Linked DNA regions of Sus scrofa: region 1 is linked to region 2. Evidence: chromatin contacts called from public HiChIP or PLAC-seq data. All regions are on one chromosome and are shown on one strand. The core of a region is the stretch at or near the end of the contact, and the rest is flanking DNA. Distances in the headings are between cores, read along the strand shown.

Region 1 (6,973 bases), core at 1,300-3,799, 450 kb before region 2:
CTTGTGGCTTATTTTATAATATTTGCTATTTTAGATAGTAGTAGATAAAAATAGAGGAGGATAGACAGTGTTGGGAAGGGAGCAGTTTTACATAGGGTGTCCAGAAGAGATTTGAATCAGTGCCACCTTGATTTTTTTTTCACATTTTAAATAATTTTAGACTTACAGAAAATTTGCAAAAATAGTAGAGACAGTTCATGTAAACCCTTCATCCAGGTTCCCCTGTTGTTAACAATACATATACCTACATATAACTATAGTACAATCATCAAAACCAGAGAATTAACATAAGTACAATGCTGCTAACTAAATTACAGACCTTATTTGAATTATACTAGGGTTTTTTTTCCCCTCTCCCAATGTTCTTGTTTCTGTTTCAGAATCCTTTCCAGAGGCCACATTGTATTTAATTCTGAGTCTCCTCCAACTTGTAACTGTTCCTCAGTCTTTCCTTATCTTTCATGACCTTGATTGATACTGTGCATGAGTGCTGGTCGGTTGTTTTGTATAATCCCTCTCAGCTTGGTTTTTTCTTATGTTTCCTCATGTTTACATTAAAGTTACGCATGTTTGGCAAGAATACCGTGGAAGCGACATGTGTCCCTCTCAGTTCACTGTGTCAGGAGGTACCTGCTGTCAGCCTGTCTCATTGCTGGTGGTATTGCCCTTGATCACTTGGTTAATGTGGTGTCTCTCAGAGTTCTCCAGTGAAAAGGCACTATTTTTCCCTTTGTAATTGATTACTATCTTGGGAGTGAGGCTTTGAGACTGCTAATATCCTGTTTCTCCTCAAACGTCTGCCCTGACTTTTATCATTTATCAGTGGAGCTTCCCTACACAGTTATTACTGTGGTGTTGACCTAGTGGCAATTTGGCATTTTATTCTATAGATTATGATTCAATACTGTCATTTACTTATTTGTTGCCCAAAATGTTCTAGCTTTGGCCAGCAGGAGCTCTTCCAGGTTGGCTTTTGTACCCTCCCCAGTCCTGGATCAACCACTTCTTCAGTGAACCCCTGGTTCCTTTTTTTTCCTTTTCTTTTTCTCCTTCTTCTTCTTCTTCTTTTTTTTTTTTTTTTTTTTTTTTTTTTTTTTTTTTTTAATGGTACTTAGGAAACAAGACCTGGGCATTAGGCTCCATTCTTCCTAGAACCTTCTGTACCCTTCCTCTTGCTCATCCTTTCACCACCTCTTTCTCTTCTGTGGACAGTCACTGCTTCTTCACTCTGCTCTCATACTCGGGTACTCTTCTTTTTTTGTTTGTTAGTTTTTATGGTCACACTCACAGCTTATGGGAGTTCCCAGGCCAGGGATTGAGCTACAGCTATGGCCACACTGGATCCTTTGACCCACTGCACCGGGCCGGGGATTGAACCCACACTTCCACAGCAGTGACCCAAGCCCCTGAAGTCAGATTCTTGACCCACTGTGCCATGGCTGGAACTCAAGTTCACTTCTTCCTTTGTGTGTATCCCTCCCCTATGATAAACCGTAGCTCCCTCTTTTGGACTGTCTCTTACTAGTTGTGTCTCCAGTCCATTGTTTTTCTACTTCTAATCCCAATCTTATTTTCTAACTCTTTTAAGTGAATGCTGCTGGCCCCAAGAGCCCCTCCACCAGCCATAGCAGACAATAAAGGTTAATTCTGTAGTTCATTCTAATACTTACCTTAAAGCAAAATGAATTACAGTGTACAGACCATCTGTGTGAATGTCAGTATGTTCATTTATTCTACTGTGTTCAGAAAGAACGTGCCCTTTATATTTGAGACAGTAAAATATAAATAAGAAACTATTGCATTTGGAATGGATAAGCAATGCGATCCTACTGTATAGCACTGGGAACTATATCTAGTCACTTGTGATGATGGAGGATAATGTGAGAAAAAGAAGTATATGTGTGGGACTGAGTCACTTTGCTATACAGTAGAAAATTGACAGAACATTGTAAACCAACTGTAATAGAAAAAATAAAAATCATTACCAAAAAAAGGAAATATAGGAGTTCCCATCATGGCACAGCAGAAATGAATCCAACTAGGAACCATGAGGTTGTGGGTTCGATCCCTGGCCTCACTCAGTGGGTTAAGGATCCACTATTGCCATGAGCTGTGGTGTAGGTCACAGACGCGGCTCGGATCTGGCATTGCTGTGTCTGTGGTGTAGGCCAGCAACCGTAGCTCTGATTTCACCCCTAGCCTGGGAACCTCCATATGCTGTGGGTGCTGCCCTAAAAAGCAAAAAAATAAAAAAAATTCAAAAAATTTTTCTAATTAAAAAAGATAAAAAGAAATATAACTCTGTTCTTCAGGATTATGGCTAAATAAATGAAGAAAGTAATTGATGTGTAGGAGGTCCCAGGCCAGTTACCTCTTATTTAGAACAAGATCCCACTGAGACCAAGGTCATGGATAAATTCCTTAAGTGGGCCAGTTAATTCTGTACTGAAACATAGCAAGAAACTGTATGCCTGAGTGCAACTGACCATCTTACTCTATAGAGGGACAAATGATGGAAGATGGATGACTCATTTAAAAAAAAAAAAAAAAAGGAAGAAAGGAAAGAAAAGCATCTCCAGTACTAGAAAAGAAACCAAAATTACATTTACTCACAGACGGTGAGTCATCCTCAGTTGGATTAAATGATAACACATTATTACCACAGATGTTACTAGAGAAAAAAAATACTGTTTATAATCGAGCTTTATCTCAGTTATCTTAATCATCTTTTGGGATTGTTTATAATAAAACGAATCACTTAAAACCTCTAGAGTTTAATTCACAGAATTCTGCCATATCTAAAGTTGATTGAAAATTCAAGCTGTGTGTTGGATAATATTTGTGCTATACCACATGACAGAATGTTATAGTCTTTTGGGTGGTTCACTAATATATACTGATAAAATAATTGTCGGGTATGTAATAATAGCTTTGTGCATGAGATTGATGTCAAAGGGGTTGTTTTGAATTGGAAATGCTGTTTTAGTAAAAGCTCTTTATGAAAGTGTGGAATAGTGAGTACTTACTGATTTGTTCTTCCTTAAAATATAAATTAAACATTTAAAAAATTGAGACTTCTTTTGAACCACTTTGGGGGTTGTGGAGAGAAGCACAGTGGAGACGTTAGCCAGCTAATGTCAACTGAAGAAGAGCCAAAAGTTTTTGAAGTTTCCCTTGCATTGCAGACTGAAGCCAAATTTGTAGAAGAATTACTCTTCCAATTTTGGGCGAGTAAACACTAAGATCTGGAAGCCCATGGCATAGTAATTGACTCTCAACCAAATAAAATATTTCTCAATCAAATGTTACTTGACATAGCCTTGTAAAATATTTGTGTAATATCCTGTGTGGAAATATATACTCTTTGGATAAATCTGTCTATATAGTTAAACAACTTGGCTATCCCGAGTAAATAGTATTAATATCATTCTAAACATCTTCTTCTTACTGGTATTGCGTGAAGGCTGGGAAAGGCAATACCAGGTAATGAGTTTGAGGGACCCTCCTGCGTAAACAGAGACAGAAAGAACAGGCTCTGAAATCCTCAGGTGCTTATTCCTCCTTTCAAGTTTGGAAGGAAATAAATGAAGTTAGTGTGTCCTCCAGAAGCTCAGCTAGAAGCCACAGCTCAGAGTTCTCTGTCTGCATCTCCAGCAGGGCCTGTCCCTGGCTCCCATTTCACTTACTCATGAGCATTTTGTATGTCCCGATGATCGGTCAGGATTCACCCAGATCTATGCAGGTTCTCGACCACCACCACCCCACCTCATATTTAATTATGTAAAGTTTCCAGGTTCCCTCTTTTCTTTGGGTTAGTGAATTATCCATGTGACTTGAGGATTAAGGATTTTACTGTTATCTAGTGTTTGAAAATTAGGTCATGCTCTTCAGGGGGGATGAACCCCTGAAGATAACTCCTCTTTTAGTGTAAACAGGAGACTCTGGAATAATAGAAGCTACTAACACTAACTGAACTTTTCATTTCATTCACTTAAGACACTTGATAAATCATCGAAATTAAAAGTGGATAGGCAGTGGCTCAGCAGTAACAAACCCGACTAGTATCCATGAGGATGCAGGTTCCATCCCTGGCCTCCCTCAGTGGGTTAAAGATCCAGTGTTGCCTCAAGCTGTGGTGTAGGTCACAGACGCGGCATGAATCTGGCATTGCTGTGGCTGTGGTATAGGCCTGCAGTTATAGCTCCAGTTCGACCCTTAGGCTGGGAACTTCCGTATGCTGTGGTGTGGCCCTAGAAAAAAAAAATTAATTAAAAAATAATAATTTTAATAAAATTAAAATAATAATAATTAATTTAAAAATAATAATTTTAAAAATTTTAAGTGGATAGGCAGTTTCACACTAAATGATTTTTTAAAACCTTAATTTTATATCTGTCTTTTAGAATACTTGCACTGTTGTTAGTTACATAAAGAGAAATATGGAAAGTTGAAATTTCCATAGTTTAGTGTCTTAAAATTGACTTGCTTAAAACCTTCCCCTGGAGTTCCCGTCGTGGCGCAGTGGTTAACGAATCCGACTAGGAACAATGAGGTTGCAGGTTCGATCCTTGCCCTTGCTCAGTAGGTTAATGATCCAGCGTTGCCGTGAGTTGTGGTGCAGGTCGCAGACGCGGCTCGGATCCCACGTTGCTGAGGCTCTGGCATAGGCTGGCAGCTCAGCTCCGATTAGACCCCTAGCCTGGGAACCTCCATATGCCGCGGGAGCGGCCCAAGAAATGGCAAAAAGACAAAAAAAAAAAAAACCTTCCCCCTATTAGGAGTCTCTCCCTGTCCCCACCCCAAATGTCTTCCGTTTCTCTGTTGGTTCTCTTTCTCCAGACAGAATACCAAGTGCCCCCTTGGTGCGCCCACCTCCTCTGGGAGCCACAGGAACCAACACCCATCCTGTCCGCAGATACACTCTTCCACGTCCCTGCACATCCACTCTCCTCAAGTGCTTCTACCCATGCGAGTATGACGAGCCAGCATCCTATCCTCCCTCTAACTCACAGGACCATTAGGTCCTGAGTGCTATGAATTCTGAGTATTTCCCAGATCTGCCCTTTCCCTGCACCTCGCCTCTGTTCCATTTTGCTTCTCCACATCTCACAGCCCGTTATCATAGCCTCCAGCTGGCCTATCCTCTTCCACCTTTATCCTCCTCCACAGCGTCCTTAGCCCTGTCGCCGGCAGAGTCTTCATGTACACCCTGCTCTGATCCAGCACACAGGGCCCTTCAGTAGCCTCACTCCTGACTTAGCTGTGGTTCTTTTTTCCCCTAAGGCTCCTGTGCTCCAGCCACGTCAGACTACTAGCAGATCTCCAAACGGGCAATATTCGTGCTCATCTGCACCTTAGTGCGTGCTGCTCCTGCCTTCTTCCTCCTTTCCTTCCAGCTTCTCACGAGTCTTATCTGTCAGGTGAACTGCCCTCACTTCAGGTCACAGCACTGGCTGTCCCTTTTCTGTGAAACCACGTGAGTCATTCAGGCAGACCATGTTTCTGTGGTACCTTGTTTGTCCCTCCAGTATAGCAAAAAGCGTCCCACAAGTCCCTAGCTTGGGGCCTGGAATCGAACTCATTCCATAGATATTCACTGAATAAATTAACTTCTCCACTCCACCTCTTGATTCCTTATATGTCTCTCTATCCTCTCAGCAAAAATATTTTTATGATTTTTATTTTTTGCCATTATAGTTGGTTTACAGTGTTCTGTCAGTTTCTACTGTACAGCAAAGTGACCCAGTCAAACATATATGTATATTCTTTTTCTCCCATTATCCTCTCAGAGAAAATATTGATTTCTCCTTTGGTCCCTCAGCTCTTCTCATCCAGTACACAGCATTAGATCAAAGCATCAAAATGACTTATTCCTCCCCAGGGAAATGTGAGGCTTTTCTCCACACAATGCTGTACCAAGGATCCCTCAGTCCGGGCCCTGGGGTAGAGAACGGGAAGATTGGGCCATGATGCTCTCTTACCACGAAGCTCTCCCAGCCAATTGGCTTCCCTTTATTTTTCCCTCTTTCTGCCACCCATGTACCCTTGTGCCCAAATTTGCATCTTAGAATGTATTCATTCATCTGTTCCTCTGCTGAATTTCCATCATCATCATCATCATATATATTACATATAAAACACAAACAATATAATTTAAAAATGTGGTTTGACTGTTTGTTCCATCCATGGCCAGTCCACTTTGAATCTGACATTGCTAAGGCATTCTTGGGGAAACACAGGTGTCTTCAAAAAATATTGTATCACTTTGCTGGAGAGAAAAGCAGAATCTGTGCTGCATATTCAACAAATAGTATGGAAGTAAAGTTCTGGAGGAGGTAAGAGGAAGGAAAGAGAGACATCATTGGGAAGATTTTAAGGAGAAGTTTGACCCTGATCTCCCTTGATGGGAGATGGAAGAGGAGGAATCCAGGCAGAGGAAATCCAGTAAGAAGACCCAGGATGAGTTCAGCTTAGTGTCCATCCAAAACAATCAGACTCCTTTAATTCCCTCCACCAAATTAATGTGGTTTTGTTGTTTCTTGATACGCTAAAGTCACCAGACTAGTGGCTTTCCAGCTTTTTTTGACCACCACCCATACTAAACAGTACATTTGACACATTTTTGTGTACAACTGAAACAAAAGCTTCATAAAACATAAATGTTTCATCTATGTGTCATGAGCTCAGATATTTCCTATTTTATTACTTTTCTTTCTTTTTTAAAAAATTTCCAGTCAGACCTGTTGAATTGATTACATGGGCCATTTTTATTTAGTGACTCCATTTAAAAATAATTCCAAGCTCAGTGATTTTCACAGTGTGATCCTTACACCAGCAGCATCAGCATCCCCTCAGAACTTATTAGAAATGGAAACTTTCGGGTGCTCCCCAGACCACCTGATTTGGAAAGCTCTGGGGCTGGCATCCAGCAGTCGCCCTCCAAGTGACTTCTGATGTGGGCTCAAGTTTAAGA
Region 2 (6,871 bases), core at 2,488-4,987:
AGAGGGGCTGGCGATTGAACCAATCAATGATAACCAATGAGTTAAGCAATTATGCCTATATAATGGAGCTTCCCTAAAAATCCAAAAGGACAGGGTTTGTTCATGGACATGGAGGGAGAATGGTGCTCCCAGAGAGGGCCAGGAAATTCTGTTCTTTTCCATGCCATGCCCTATGCATCTCTTCCATATGCCTCTTCCTGAGTTATATACCTTTACATGATAAACTGGCAATCTAGTAAGTAAAATGTGTTCCTAAATTCTGTGAGCTGCTCTAGCAAGTTAATCAAACCTCAGGAGGGCTTGTGGGAACCTTTGATTTATAGCCAGTTGGTCATCAGCACAAGTGACAACCTGGACTTCTACTGCTATCTGGGGGTGGAGCTCTGAACCTGTGGGATCTGATGCTATAGATAGATAGCGTCAGAATTGAGTTGAATTATAGGACACCCAGCTAGGGTTGAAGAATTTCATGTGGGTATTGGGGAAAAAACATACGTATCAGAATTGGTGTCAGAACTGAACCACGTGACCCAACAGTTCCCCTGGGCATAGGCCCCAAAAGAACTGAAAACAGAGACTTAAAGCAAATAATTAGACATGAATGTTCATAACGGCATTATTCATGGTCACCAAAAGATGGGAACAACCCAAATACCCATCAGCCTAAATAAATGGTGATATATTCATACAATGGAATGTTATTCAGCTGTGAAAGGACTGAAGTACTTGAAGTATACGTAAAACCTACAATGTGGGAGTTCCTATTGTGGCGCAGTTGAACCATGAGGTTTCGGATTCGATCCCTGCCTTGCTCAGTGGGTTAAGGATCTGGCATTGCTGTGGGCTTCAGTGTGGGTCACAGATGCAGCTTGGATCCTGCGTGGCTATGGCTGTGGCTGTGGCATAGGACAGCAGCTACAGTTCTGATTCAACACCTAGCCGGGAATTACTATGCCACAGGTGCAGCCCTAAAAATAAAAAAAAAAATAAAAATAAAAAATAAAAAGAGGAAGGGAGGGAGGAATAAAGGAAGGAAAAAAAAGAAACCCTCTGTCTCACACCCCTGTGTCTGCTGGAGACCTATTCCTGTCCTGCACCCAGCCCAGGCCCTGACACCTTCCCCTTTAAAAGGGGAAGTAAACACTGATGCATGAACTAAGTAAAGAATGAGAGGACCTGAGTAAAAGCAACCACTACACTGGGGTTCTTAAGGGGGTGGGGGTGGGGGGAGTCCCTGCCCCAGGGGCATAAGCATTTCCTGAGAACTTGTTAGAAATGCAAAGTCTCAGACCCTACCACAGACCTCCTGAATCAGAGACCCTGGGGGTGGACCCACGGATCTGTGTTCTGATCAAGGTGAGACCCACTGCACTAGGCTGCTGACAAAAAGGGCCACTGTGAGTGGTCAGGAAGGGGAGCAGCAGTGTGGCTGGAGGGGCTGGGCAGTGAAGGGTAGAGGGATTTTGGAGAAAGACCAGTGAACCTACAGGTCTGAGCTGATGAGCCTCTCTGGACATCAGCCCGCCCACGGAAAGGCCCCTCTCTGCTGGGGTGTGGCCCAGCTGTCCCCCATCTCACCAGCCCCTATGTGAGAGTCCCCGGCTGCCCCTTACCCTTCCCGGTCGATGTGCGTGTGTCGCAGCTTCCGGTGGAACTGGGTGAAGTCCAGCTTTTCAGGCTGCAGGTCCCAGGTGGCACCACTAGAGGGCAAGGGAGGGTGAGAAATGTGAGGCAAGGGGGGCAACAAGCTGTGTTCTGGTGGCAATGAAACACCTCAGGCACACCCAGATGGGGAAGCATCTCAGAAAGAGGTGGGCGGGAAGAGGAGGCTCCCACTGGTGATGCGCAGGGGTCAGGCTGGGACCCCTCACTCAAAATGGAGCCTGACATATCAGCTCTGTGCCTGCAGGCAACAGGGCAAGGTCCTGCCTCTGAAGCCTTCTCCTCTCTTCAACTCTGCTGTTCGATGATGGATGCTTATAAAACCTAAGTGTGGGCCTGATGCTTGCTCTATAGAAGCCCTCCTAAAACACTTGAGAGTTTGTTAGTGGGAAGACAGGAGGCCACATCCCCCAAGTGCCGGTACCCATGGTGCTTGTATGCTGGGGGAGCCAGGGTCTGAGCCAGGGTGTGCCTGGAGCACCCCAGAGTTGGTCAGCTCCAGGGCCAGGGGCAGAGCTGAGCTAAAAGGCCACTGTCATCCACCACCCAAGGCCGTCACTCCCAAAGGAGTAGACACCGTAGCTCAGGAGCCCAACAGCAAACCCTACAGCAGCACCATCCCCGTGTCCTGAGGAACCCTGGCCAACACCTGCTTTTCCCACCTGGCCCATCAGGAACCTTCTAGAGTCTGAAGCACTGACAGGCATTCTCGTTCTCCAGACCCCTCTCTGCAGCCACCCCCCTGCCTTCCATGACCTCCGGTGAGATGGGGCAGGGTCGGCAGCCCCAGCTGTCCGTTCCCATCTCTGACACCGTCTGCCTCATATCCACCATGTGCTGTTGTCTTCTGCCCTCCCCAGGTCCCCTCTGCTTTCTCTCCTTGTCCTCTGGGTAAGACTATGGCTATCTCTCTTCCCTCCCCTGTCGGCCCTCTTCTCTCGCTGTGTCCTCTTCCCTTCTCGTTCTCTTTCCCCTGGATGCCCGCCTTGCGTGTTCCTTCCTTCTCTCCTCCCTCTGACCTCCTTCCTCCAGCCTCATCCTTTCTACTTCACCCCCCCCATTAACTCCGCCCTAAAGACCCCTCAGGGCAGAAGGACCAGTCAGCTGGGGCCCCAGCTGGAGTCACACACGCAGGAAGAGGAGCTTACCTGAAGGAATCAAAGGTGTTGGCAGCCCAGATATCAGTGCCCAGCATGTCCAGAGAGTTGTCTTTGCTGCCATTCTGGAAGAGAAGGAGGGTGAAAAGGGGTGTCATTATTTGCTTGTCCAGGACACAGAACAAGTGGGCAGAAGGCCTCCTGAAGGCCCAATCCCAGAGAGGGTGGCAGAGAGCCCACCCCCATGCCCCCTACCCCATCCTGCTGGATTGGTCATCCTGGGCAGCCTGGAGGTTGGACCCTCATAGACACCAAGCAGGGGATGATGGGGGAGGGGAGAGGGGTGCAGTCAATGGGGGGCAGGGGGGGCCTGATGTGAGAGAGAAGCACCCAGAATGTGACCTCATTTTATGGCTGCATCCATTAAATGAGGGAGGGCCCATCCGTAAAAGGAGCCTGAAGCCTTAGGTGGCTTAGGTTCTCAGTAGCGGGGAACTTTCTTAGGATGGCCTGAGAGCTCCCACCAGCCCCAAACACATTTACTCAGGTCCGAAGCTTCTCCATACATGGCCACACCGGCACCTGCACACACCTGGGTCCTCCCCACGCCTGTCCAGTCCCACATCCCCATAATCTCTTGTGCTACTGACAGTGACCTGTCGCCTGGGCAGTACTCCTCTCCTGCCCCTCTCCAGAGGCACCCCATCCTTCAGCGCTTGGCTCCAGGAAGCTCCTCTGACCGCCCTTGCTCTGCAGTCACCTTGCTCGGCCCTGAACTCAGCACCGGCAGGGGTGAGCTGTGGCACAGAGCCCCTGGAGCAGCAGTTTCCACTTCCCCTTCTCACAGTGATTGCTCTCTTGCTCCAGGACATGGACCTAGGATGGCAGGGACCCCTCCGAGGGCCCTGGAGTTCTATGCTCCCTGCCCAGGAAGTGTATGCTAGCTGACAAACACTCCAAGAGATTTCACTGTCTCTTAAGCTCACATTTCCATCTTGTCATAATGAGCCATGTGATCAGTGGAGTTACTTCACTGATTTGGACTTCAGATTCTTCTTTTTTTAAATTTTGGCCACGCCCACAGCATGTGGAAATTCCTGGGCCAGGGACTGAATTCACGCCCCAGCTGCACACAAGGCTTCTGTGGTGACAACATCAGATCCTTTACTCACTGCACCACAGGAGAACTCCCAGATTCTTCATGTTTAAGTACAGATATCTCTCAGAGTGAAGTACCATATCCTGTAGATAGATTTCTGACCTGGCACACATGCTGCCACCATCCCCTCTCCCAACAGTGGCAGACATCACTAATTGATTATGCAATGATTTACAATCTTCAAATCAGGTGACCCCTAATGTTCTAGGATGAGCCCCTCCATCCCTTCCTTCGAGTTGCCTCATCACCCTACCCATCCCAACACCTGGTGCTCTGCTTGCTTCAAATGCAACTCTGAAATTGCAGGTGGCTAGGGAGACTCACTTTCTATCCAGGAAAAGCTCCCACCCTCTTGAGATGTTAACTGGTTTGTTCACAATGCCGTTCCCTGGCTTCAAAGATAATCATCAATAGGTATAGCACTTCAAAATGACTTCTAAAGCAAAGGTTGAGAAAAAAAAATCAAACAAACGAAAACTTGCTTCCAAAGCACACGTCTGAGACCTCACCCAGAGTGAAGTTCACTTCCTCCTTTAGGATAGTACCTGGAAGTCTGGAAGTCTCTCCCCAATCCCTGACCTTTAAATACACAACTTCCTCTGGCACTTGCAAATTCAGCTTACGTGGAGTGGACCGTCATTGCCCTGTCATTACTCTCTCTCGTTTTTTTGGCTTTAAAAAAAAAATTTTTTTTTTTATTTTTTAGTATCACACCCACGGCATATGGAAGTTCCCAGGCGAGGGGTCTAATTGGAACTACAGCAGCTGGCCTACGCCAGAACCACAGTAACATGGGATCTGCGACCTACACCACAGCTCATGGCAATGCCCGATCCTTAACCCACTGAGTGAGGCCAGGGATCGAACCCATAACCTCATGGTTCCTAATCAGATTGATTTCTGCTGCGCCATGACAGGAACTCCTTTTCTTTGCTTTTTAGGGCTGAATCTGAGGCATGTGGAAGTTCCCAGGCTAGGGTGTCATAACTCTCTTATACCCAGAATGTTATATCTTCCCAATTAAGTCTTTTTTGTCCCAAGAATTTTTATGGTGATAAAATGTACAAAACATAAAGTTTACCATTGTAACCAATTTAAGTATACTGTTCAGTGGTACTAAATACACTCAGAATATTGTGCAGGCATCACCACCATCCATCCCCATAACTCCTTTCATCTGGTAAAACCAGAAGTCTATGCCTATTAAACCGTAACTCCCCATTTTCCCCTCTCCCGGCTCCTGGCAACAACTATTCTCTTTTTTGTCTCTATGATTTGTGGGTGTGGGTGTGGGTGTGTGTGCATGTGTGTGTGTGTGTGTGTGTGTTGTTTTGGTTTTTTTGGACCTCGCCTGTGGCATATGGAAGTTCCCTGGCCAGGGATCAAATCTGTGCCACAGCAGCGATCCTAGCCGCTGCAGTGACTGACAGTGTCAGATCCTTAACCCACTATGCCACAGGAGAACTCTTCTGTCTCTGATTTTGATGGCTCTATAAGTACCTCATATAAGTGGAATCACACAGTATTTATCTTTTTGTGACTGGCCTACTTAGCATAATGTCCCCAACATTCATCTATGACCCCAACTAAATTTTAAGCTCCTGAACTATTGTTGCCTCCCGTTCTTATGCCCAGACAGTGGCCAAACTGGCCACAGAGTAGATCCACCTCAGATGCCTGCCAACTGATCAAACAGACTCTACCCGGTGCCAGCCCTGCTGTTTGTGTGTCTGAAAGACTGGTTCACAGGTTACACTGTCAAGATGGTTTCACTGTCCCGGGATTTGAGGCCTCTAAAGAGTGAGAGATAGGGGATGGAGAGAGAGAACAGCCAGGAAAAAGGGACGGGAAGGTCACAGCTAAACCCAGGATGCCCCAGGCAGGAGTCTCGGCCACCACCCTTCACAGCAGAGAGGAGAGGCCATCCGTCCACCATCAGCCCTATGCAGGGAGCTGGCAGCATCTCAGTCTGAAAGGGGGCATCACCCCCAGGATAAGGGAGGTGCTTGGGCACCTCAGGCTCGGGACCTGGCCTCTTCTGAAGCAGCATCCCTGGCAGGAGGCCTACCAGCCTCTGGGACTCTTGGGGTCCAGGGACAACACCCCACTGGCTGATGGGTGGGAGACAGACACAGAGCACAAGTTACTGGAGGGGATGCTCTAAGTATTTGCAGCAGGTGACACTATGTAAAGGGAGACCAACTCTGCCTGCACAAGCAGCTCAACAGTGAGGTGCTGTCACTGTCTCCGCTCAGAGGTGAGAAGTGTCTACTTTTTTCAGTACGTCATAGTTAAAATGCCCTCTCACATTTTCCTCACTGAATCCCCACAACTCCCTCCCATCCTCAGAGCAACCTAGAGAACTTATTCCTGAGTCAGTGTAGAGAACCCGAACCCTATTTTTTTTTTTCTTTTATGGCTGCACCTGCAGCATATGGAAGTTCCTGGGTCAGGGACTGAATCCGAGCCGGAGCTGTGACCTACGCCAGGAATCCTTAACCCACTGCACCAGGCCAGGGATAGAACCAGCACTTCCACAGAAACAAGCCGGGGAACTTGTACCATAGCAGGAACTCCCCTGAACCCTATTTTAAATGCTGGAAAACTCAGAGACCACTACAGTTCCCAGCACACACTTGGCTGCTTCTTCTTCTTCTTCTTTTTTTTTTTTATGGCCGCTCCCGCAGCACATGGAGGTTCCCAGGCTGGGGGTCAAATCAGAACTTCAGCTGCTGGCCTACACCACAGCGCTGTTGACCAGCAACACAGGATCTGAGTCATGTCTGTGACCTGCACCACAGCTCACGGCAATGCCGGATCCTTAACCCACTGAGCAAAGACAGGGATGGAAACTGCATCCTCATGGATGCTAGTCAGATTCATTTCCGCTGAGCCACGACAGGAACTCTCACACACCCAGCTTCTCAACCCTCCGCCCATCGTCTTCTCCCAT

What was found. HiChIP or PLAC-seq counts read pairs in DNA pulled down with a chosen protein or histone mark.
Region 1: a contact with region 2 is called in an H3K27ac HiChIP or PLAC-seq map of alveolar macrophages. The contact joins two enhancer-like sites. A contact is called at or near these places in 1 of 47 Hi-C or Micro-C datasets (embryonic fibroblasts) and 1 of 2 datasets of contacts at active chromatin or transcription factors (alveolar macrophages).

What each region holds. Positions count from the first base shown.
Region 1 is chr1:98,693,292-98,700,264 of Sscrofa11.1, reverse strand. All of the region lies in intron 16 of DYM (dymeclin), which reads left to right. Among named protein-coding and RNA genes, the nearest start is that of SMAD7, 150 kb to the right of the region's middle. Within about 2 kb of position 2,549, at least 2 of the 83 cell types and tissues checked have an H3K27ac peak or open chromatin away from gene starts, as enhancers often do. A contact at or near this core is called in alveolar macrophages, where this site is marked.
Region 2 is chr1:98,247,532-98,254,402 of Sscrofa11.1, reverse strand. CTIF (CBP80/20-dependent translation initiation factor) reads right to left here. Exons shown (of 12, transcript XM_013992850.2): 4 at 2,811-2,884; 5 at 1,614-1,700. Among named protein-coding and RNA genes, the nearest start is that of TRNAD-GUC, 23 kb to the right of the region's middle. Within about 2 kb of position 3,737, at least 8 of the 83 cell types and tissues checked have an H3K27ac peak or open chromatin away from gene starts, as enhancers often do. A contact at or near this core is called in alveolar macrophages, where this site is marked.